Regions from separate parts of the Anser cygnoides genome. Here region 1 is linked to region 2. The links are chromatin contacts, called in public Hi-C maps. All regions are on one chromosome and are shown on one strand. Each heading gives the region's core, a stretch centred on a gene start, on an enhancer-like site or on the middle of the called end of the contact. The rest is flanking DNA. Distances are from core to core; before and after follow the strand shown. Region 1 holds the start of TRIQK (triple QxxK/R motif containing). Region 2 holds the start of RUNX1T1 (RUNX1 partner transcriptional co-repressor 1).

What was found. A called contact is a pair of places that touch in the nucleus more often than the background predicts.
Region 1: a contact with region 2 is called in a Hi-C map of liver, with 1.8 times the contacts expected there. The contact joins the promoter of TRIQK here to the promoter of RUNX1T1 in region 2. A contact is called at or near these places in 2 of 7 Hi-C or Micro-C datasets (granulosa cells and liver).

The regions. Positions count from the first base shown.
Region 1 is chr2:138,393,066-138,397,393 of Taihu_goose_T2T_genome, forward strand. It overlaps TRIQK (triple QxxK/R motif containing), which reads right to left and starts at 1,801. Exons shown (of 4, transcript XM_013172358.3): 1 at 1,587-1,801.
Region 2 is chr2:137,986,826-137,991,389 of Taihu_goose_T2T_genome, forward strand. RUNX1T1 (RUNX1 partner transcriptional co-repressor 1) reads right to left here and starts at 2,725. Exons shown (of 12, transcript XM_066990587.1): 1 at 1,858-2,725.

The DNA.
Region 1 (4,328 bases), core at 551-3,050, 410 kb after region 2:
TCTTAGAGGGGTTTTCTGGCACTATATCGTCATAACTACGTAGGCTGTTGAAACATGCAGCAATTTTAGAGCCATATGAAAACGCTGGCAAAAACCCCTACTGACTTTGCACTTTGAAACGTTGCGGTTTCTGTGTTTCTGTCCAGGATCTTCTGAACCTAAGCACGACCAATGCACACCACAGAAAGTGAAAGGGAGCCCAGCGTCCCCAGAGGTAAACACCCACAAGGTAAACACTGCAAGCTCAACAAATCCGGGTTGTATCTCATTTTGTCCCCGCGCAGAGGCGGCCACAATGTGCTGACCATGCACGGCTCCATCTACCACGGCCTGAACTTATGGCCTCTGGGGGACCAGCCTGAACACTCAATGGCTATTTGTCCTGCTCCCAGCCACCTGGAAACCCCACACACAGGTTTTCACATGGGACAGGGTTTTACATGGAGACAGGGTTGTACATGAGGACAGGGTTTTACACGGGACAGGGTTTTACACGCAGACAGTGTTCTACATGTGAACCCAACCAAGCTGCCTCGGTGGGTGCCACATGAGACGTGGTGCTCTTGAAGGAGCATCATGCAGCCCACGGTGGCCTCCTGTAGACCCATCGCAGGCCTCCTGTCTGCTCCACCACCCTCAGCAGCCCCTTGGCTGCGCCAGCGCAGACCTCGCATCCCTCCCTGACTACAGAGCCCCCCAGCAGGGGATGTGTTTCCCACAAAAGCAGCCGTGGCCGGCAACCCAGCCTGGCCCCGGCTGCCTTTGGGCACAGGGGAGCAAGGGGGCTGCCAAGGAGCGCCTCAGGGTAGCTGGAGGTGGCGCAGCCGCCCCCAGCTGCCCTCGGGAGGAAGGGGAGGCTCTTTCTGCCCACACCCAAAATGGCCACGGCGGCCACAGCCGCTGCCCCCTCCCGCCCCCCTCAGCCCACGTCCCGTGGGCGGCACCCGGGCGCCGCGCCGGCCAATCGCGGAGGCGAGCGCTTCCTCCCGGCCAATGGCGGCGGGGCCCCGCGGCGGGCAGCGGGGCCGGCCGAGAGCGCCGCCGGCGCGGGCGCGCCCTGCCCGCAGGCCAATGGCGCCCCCGGCGCCCCGAGGCGGGGGGCGGGGGGGGAGGGGGGAGCGGTTGCCATGGCAACCGCAGGCCTAGCGGCGGCGGCGGCCGGGCCTAGCCCCGCGGCCCAGCGCCTACCCCGGGACGCGGCGCGGTACCTGGGGCCGAGCGGCGGAGCTCCGCCTCCTGCCTGCTGCCTGCTCCCTCCTCCGGCGGCGGGGCGGCGTCCTGTGCCGCCGGGCCTCGCCGCCGCCCCCCGCCCCGGCGCCCCCGCCGCTCCGCCTCCCGCTCCAGCCCGCCCGCAGCGCCGGGCAGCGGCCTACGCGGGGCCGGGGCGGGGGGGGGGGCCGGGCCCAGCCCGCGGCACCTGAAGGCTGCCCGGCCCCGGCATCCCCGGAAGGTCGGCCGGGCGGTGTGCCCTGCCTCACGGCCCCCGTTCAGGCCCCGCTACCCACCTGTGATTCTGCCAAGCAGGCGGAATTCAAAGCATGTTGGCCACACGCAGCACAATCCCGCCCGCCCCAGAAGGGACTTACATTTAAGACCCTAAAAGCACACGTACGGCAAGTTGCCTTCCCTGCCAGGTAGCCTTTCACCACCCCGAGACGATGCCCCTGGCAACACATAATTCATTTACTCGGGTGCGAGCGATCAGCCCCTGCCTTCGAGCGGCTCGCTGATTAGTATGGCGTGTGCGCGCCTCGCTTCCTGCAAAATGGCACTTGATATTCGGGGGTAACACTCCCCTGGAAGTAAAGATACACAAAGCGAAATATTTGCATTTGTTTACCTCTGCAACTTAGGAAGTGAAAGCCCTACCCAGATGAACTTTTCCCATCTTTCTAGATGACATGAATACAGAGTGGAGAACCAGCCTGAAGAAAAGTTGATTCATCAGAGTTTCTGTCTGGCACGCGTACCAAACCGCAGGATTTTCTCCAGTCATTTCTGTAGCAAGCTTAATGGATGGCTGAAACAAAACAGCTTTCTTAGAAATACAGCCAACCCTGACTTCAGCTGATGAGACACAAGGCGTTTTTGTACCTTTTCTGCCAAGAACCCTCATGCTAGCGCTATGTAGCTCGTGGAACAAGGCAGCTCACTGGCCACGTTATGTTTTCTTCTTAGGGTACCTGCTCTATGGGGAGAACGTGGGTTGCACCCACTGTGGGCGCAATCTCTGATCTTTCTAACTTCTCTGTGTTGAGAATTTGCAGTGATACTGTATTTCTTTAAGCTCTTAGCAAGAACCACATACATGTAAAATATTTAAATATTTCGATTTCATGATTGTTTTAATATGATTCAGTTAAACCCAATTAATGATTATGCTCACAGATATTGGAATAGAGTAGCATGTGCAAAAGAGCAATCATACTCAAATAGCTATTACACATGGTTTTTGACTAGGTAATCACAACAAAAATAAATAAATAAACATGAAGGAATACTGGAATCAGCATCGCTAATTACATGGTTTTGTATTATTTGAACAACTGCTGAGGAGTTTGTCCTTGTGAGACCTCATAGCAAAATGCATTCAGTGCTAGTTCAGTTCCACATAATTTCACCTGATCACGGTATTCATTTCATTATCAAGTTATTCTCCTAAACAATACACCTGTGTATGACCAGCAACCTTGATACAAAATATAGAGTCGGGCATAAGGAATTACGATTTCATGAAAATTATCTCTACAACCACTGAAAAACTTTTGCCATTTTCACTATCCTGAATATGTTTCTGAATATATGTAATCTGTCTCTTACAGGCATAAAAACACAAGAAATAGAATTACTGAATATGTAACTACAACTGAAATGCATATCAATCAGGGAGGAATAAGTGGTACCTTCTATTGATGTTACCACACCCATCAATTTGTTGCCATATCCCTCCAGCAAATGACTTTAAAAATCCAAACCTGTTTCTTAAAGCTACATGGTTTTATTTTGTCTCACAAATTTTCAAAGAAAATATATGGGTTGTTGTTTTCAGTGACTGTCTTTTCCTTCAGGTTACTCTGACAATTTAACAAAAAAACTGTTCCTTTTTGTTCTCTTTCTATGCAGTAGTTTCCAACTTCATAATTTGTGAAATTTTTTTGAATAGAAGTTGAATTAAGTTAAATTAAGTTGTTAGCATAGGCTTGCTTTTCCTTTTTATCTTTTGTAGAGCTCCTAGAAGCATTCCATGAGCTTCCAGGGCTCAGTAGATCAAAGGCTGAAAAACAATGCTCAACATCTTTGTTCCAAGCTGACAGCACAAAGTAGACTAGCACACAGAATATTAACTCCCCAAAATGCAAGAACTTTGTCTACTGTCTGACCTGGTATCTCTTTGTGTATGTCTAGCCACCAGGTCAAGCGCAATGATGTAAAAGCATGTTATTAATTATTTTTGGTCCATTCATTTTGTGATCGTTATCAATAAAAGTTATTGACACTTTTATTACTTTATACACTCAGGACTTCAGCCCAAATTTTACCAACAAAACAATTTAATTGGTGCTAATATTCAGGCTCATGTTAAATCTTTCAGGTAATACCTTTCTCCAGAACTCAAAAAAGGTACAGTATGCCCATCCAACCACATACCTAAAACTCTTTTTATGCTCCTGTCACTTCACAACAATGTCATTTTGGGCAGCTTTGACAGATACAGTCTTGCTCTGCTCGTATCCAAGCAGAATTGCTGCTGAAAGAAATAATCCCCTTATCTCATTCCTTTGTCCATGTCACTCCACCCCTTGCATCTCTCTCATGTTCCCGTATGTACGTGGTCTCTGTAAGCACTTTGCCTTCATTCTGAAGGCCTTTATTCTCATCCTGTCTTGTTCCTCACTTAGCTTTAATACGTTGCTTCTCACAACTGACTAACCCAGGATACTGGATTCCACTGCGCTTTTATTCATTTTGTTTATCAAATCCTGTTGTGCTTTCTGCCATGTGACAACAGTACTCTCACAGCCATCCAAAACCACAAGTACGGCAGAAAATGTACTGCAACTTGATGCCGTTGGTGCGCTGAGCTGCTCCTATCACGCTAGCGGTACTGCCTAATTAATTATCCCGTATTTACCATTTCTGTCTGCTTGTTCATGTCTTGTCTTACATTTCAGTTGCAATCTCTTTAGCACAGGTACCTTCCTCGTGCTCTTTGCTTGGTTAGTATTTAGTACCATGGTTCCTAAAATTATACATTCTTAAAGCCTCTGCAACATAGCCCATAGCAGGGCAAGCCCTGAAAACTGTCCTTATCCCTGCTCCCCAGGTGA
Region 2 (4,564 bases), core at 1,475-3,974:
TCGCCTCAAACTACACTTAACAAAGTTGCTTATTTAAACTTCCCATCGCATCTGTCAGGATGCAGAAACAGAGGAAATGTAAGGCTACAAGGGTATAATTAAATAAATTATATTCACCCTTAGCCCTACCATACTGTGTTTACAAATACAATAATTATGTTTCTAGCTACATGTCAAAAGAAAATATTTTCTGAGTCCTTCAAAAAGCATGCAAGTATTACTCTAAGTTGAAAATAAGTCAAAACAGATTAGTAGACCAAAAATGGGGAGGGGAAAAAAAAATAATAAGAGAAATCCTGCTTTGGTCAGCAACTCAGACCACCATCAGGGGATAAATCAATTTGCAGCAGCTGTGGACAGCCATTTAAGTCTGGGGCCTGAACAGATTAATTAGGGGAAGCGATGTTAAAAGTTAAAGGGGTCAGAGTTACATTAAGCCCAGGAATATTTGCCGGAGCAAGCCCTCGGCTGTGCCTTCCCAAGCCTCCGAAGGGTCCCTTTAGGCAGTCGGGGGCCGGACGGGCGGCGCTGGCCGTGCTGGGGCGGCCGGCGCGGCGCTCCCTGTGGCTTTATGGGTGAGCACCCACCTTCACCCCGTGCCATGCCTGCCACCGAGGGCGACCTGCCGTCCTCTTTGCTCTGCGGAGGCTAACTCGGGGACGAGGCGTGCCGCACAGCCCGGGCGCACCGAGCCGCTTCCAGCCCAGCCGCGGCCGGCAGCGGCAAAGTTGCGCGGCTCTTTTTAGTTCGGATTTTGCTTTCTGCGGCTCTGCGGATCGCAGCCCGAGCAGAAGGGGCAGCCCCGGCCAGCTCCCCGCCAGCAGCAGGCTCCAAGAGACTCCTCCACCCGAGCGGGCAGCGCCTGCCGCGGCCCCGGGCACCGCCGGCTGCTGGAGCGGCCAAAGCCGGCGCCGAGCTCCCGGCCGGGGCAGCCCCGGCCCCTTCTCCCCCCTGTCCCGCTGCCTACTTTCAGTTTCTCTCGAACGCTCTGCAGGAGCAAAGGGCAATGACAAGCCGACCGCTTCTGCTCGCCTACAAGTCCCACGCGGGTGCCCCGGCTAGGGTCACAAGTCCCTTCTCTCCGCTAGCCCCGGTGTGCCCAGCCTCCTAACTTTGGCACTAACAAAAGGGTTCCAAGTCGCCCAAAAGTCCCAGGCTCATCTGCGTGGCCGGGAGGATAGTTTGCATCCTTCAGCCCCCCTATCAATAGTGTTTTACCAACGTGTGGAATCAGACCCTCCAGCTCAGACAGAGGAGATGCCACATTCACATTGTATTGCAGTTTTGGAAATGCAATCCCTAACGCTACCCTGTCGTTTGGGGAAGCGAGATAACTTCCAAAAATCTCTGTGCAATTAAAGGCGGCGCGCACAGCCCGAAATATTTCTTGCAAAATAGCCTGAAGTGATGTTGCCAGTGCTACATAATCCCGTGATTAGAATGGAACAACAACAGCAAAACCCCACCAGAAATATTTCAGGCACTCCGGTTCACATTGGCTAGCTCAGTGATCTGGAGAGAGGGAAGGCAGGAAAAAAAAATAAAAGGAAAAAAGACGAGTCCTAAATCGAGACAGAAACCCTACGCTGCGTGCTTCAGAGGGCTGTTTTCTTGCAGGAGCGGGTGCTTCGCTTCCTGGGCTTTTGAGAGATCCGGGGTGCGAGGTGGCGAGCGGGGGGGAGAGCGGATGGGAAGCTGCATGCAGAGCTAGCCGTGCCCGGCCCGTCGGCAGCCCCGGCCCGCCCGGGTTAGTCACAGCCCCGAGCAGCCCTAGGGGCAAGGAAAAAGGGGAAGAGAAGAGGGGTTCGGGTGTCTTCCCCCCCCAGCCCCGGCCCCGGCCCCGCGCCCCGTACTCACACTGCAGAGGACCGGAGATTCCCACCATTCGCCACGGGCTGCGAGCTGCAAATAAAAGTTCCCGTCCTGCTCGGGGGAGAGCCGGCAGCCCCGGCTGCTGGAGGGGCGAGGGGGTGGGAAAGGGGAGAGCAGCGCGGCGCGGCTTCCCTGCCCAGTCCAGATGATCCACGTCCACAAAAGTCAAAACGAGCTGAGGAGAAACTCCAGCTGCTCTTCCCCCCTCCTCCCTCTCTCTCTCTCTCTCTCGCTTTTTTTTTTTTTTTTTTAAAGGAGGATCAGCTCGAGAGAGAGCCTACTGGTTCCAAGGGAAAGCACGAGAACCAAAAAATCAAGTCTCCAAGCCGCGATAGCGAAAGCCCGGGTCCTTCTCCTCCTCCTCCTCCTCCTCCGCAGCCAGCCGTGATGTGGAGCGCAGGGAGCGGCCGCTGTCAGTGGCGGGGGCTCTGCCTGGCCCCGGGCAGCCGACGCATAGCTCTGCCCCGGGCGGTGCCGAGCCGGTGCCGTGCCGAGCCGAGCCGAGCCGTGCCGTGCCGAGCCGAGCCGCCCGAGGATGCTCCGCGCCCGGCTCCCCCACTAGCAGGCACCTCGCGAGGCAGGCAGCATACTGCCGGCAGCCGGCCCGGCCCCGCTACCCAGGTGCAGGGGGGGAGGGCTTAAAGCAGTGGGAGGTGATAGAGGTAGGAGACATCTGTGTCGTGAGGAGGTTAGTGGGGGTCAAGTATATGTTAACAATAGGCGAGCGCGGTCCCTCTCGGGCAGCCTGCCTGCTCTTTCTTTCTCTCGCTCGCTTTTACCGGGTGGACATCTAACTTGCTCCCTAATGATGCCTCCCCGGCTTTAAGAGTCCAGACTGCCCTGCAGTAACCCAAGACAAACACTTTCTCTAGCCATCTGGAGAGCTCCTGGCTGCTCTGCCTGTGTCTCATCACTGTGTGAAGAGACAGCAGCGCTAGAAATCAAGCCACTCTCAGATCTACTCTCTAATCCCCTTCTGTTAGCTGATTTCCAGTCAGACTGTTTGCTTTCGCATTAGATAATAGCCTTAGAGAAAACAATTATCATTTTCTTTTTCCCTTTGTTTTCGTTCTTTATAAAGTACAGTATCGAGGAAGGCCTTCCTCTCTCTCTCTCTCTCCCTCTCTCTCTCTTTTTAAAAGAAATTTATAGTCTTTCATGGCTTGCAGAACCCAGATGCAATTTCACACTTTCCTGGAAGGGGATTCTGGATTCTTCTAAACGCAGAAACGCGATCACAACTGCAGTGGAAATTAATTACTATCATCTACAATTAATAGAAGCGTGCTACCATTTGACTTTGTGTTTCATTACATAACCATTTCAGCAGGCATCCATATATTTTCTGATTCATCAGTTATTCCCTTCTATGTCTCTCGGAGAATATTATTGTCAGTGATGCAACCTACGGTGAACTGGTACTTTTGCTGTCAAGTTGACACTGTATGAAGAAGGCATCTCCGTGGAAAAGCACATCAACTTCATACAGAGAGGAAAAAATGTGTTTTTTTTGTTTTTTTTTTTTTTCAGGGTGCAGATAATTGATTGGATCTGTCAGAACTGCCTGGGCATTTAGCTTTTTTTTTTTTTTTTTTTAAGTAAAAACATTAGCGTAAAATAAACTTCTCATCAGCCTGCATTGTTTATTACTGTACGTACGTGCGCACGCACACACACACACATATGCTATAGACCTGATCTTTCAAATTTGTAAGTGCCTAATTTTAAGCACTTAAATAGACCTATTGAATGCAAAGTAACTTTACATGCATTTACAACAGGCCACATACACGTTCCTGGAAAGGACATTTATGAGCATCATTTATCCACCTCTGTGACGGCCTTTGAAAATTTGGTCGACTCTGAAAATATGTTTAAAATAAGTTTTATGATCTGGATAAATCTACCTTTTCTACAGATATCTACACAGAGCTCTAATGAACAGATTGGCATAGCGTAATAAGGGGTCAAGTTTACCTTGAAGTAAATTCAGCTCAGCGGAGCATAAATCGGGACATGTTTTGTTCTACAGTGATTTCAATTTACAAAAATGGTGAGAAGCCACAAGCCTGGCATTAATTTCTGATTTAAAAGCTAACTGTTTTACAGTGGTCTATTTCAAGGCCAAAATAATTGGACAATCTTTAAAAAGTATTTTCAAATATTTTAAAATAATCTAAAAACAGCACCTTTTCCAGGACTACCTTTGTGTGCTGCAGATCTAGAAACTTTAGTTGAGCCTGCAGATCTTTGTGGTAAGATACTTTCATCCCCATTGATGAATATGTAAGCTGAAAAATTAATAAGAGATTTGCCAATGGTCACAGAGCACGTTTTGTTGAAGTGTCAGGGACTGAATACTGAGTCCTAATTTTTAGCATAAAGAAAAAGAAGAGAAAAAAAAAGGGGAAGAAAAAAAAAAAAAACAGCACTTACCTCTGGCTTGTACCTTTAGTCTGAAAGATCAAATGACTTTCTAGGTATTATCTTCCAAAATTGGGAAGGAACATCATTTAGAAACTCTGGAAACTCTAGTCTGAGCTATCAGCTATTAAATATCTACTTACAAATTGACTAAAGTTTACATACTTTTGTTTTTTCTTTCCGTAATGAGAATAATACAGAAATTACCTTTTAAAACACCAGCCCTGGCTCATATGGCACAGCATTTCCCATTGTGCCAAGTAAGGAC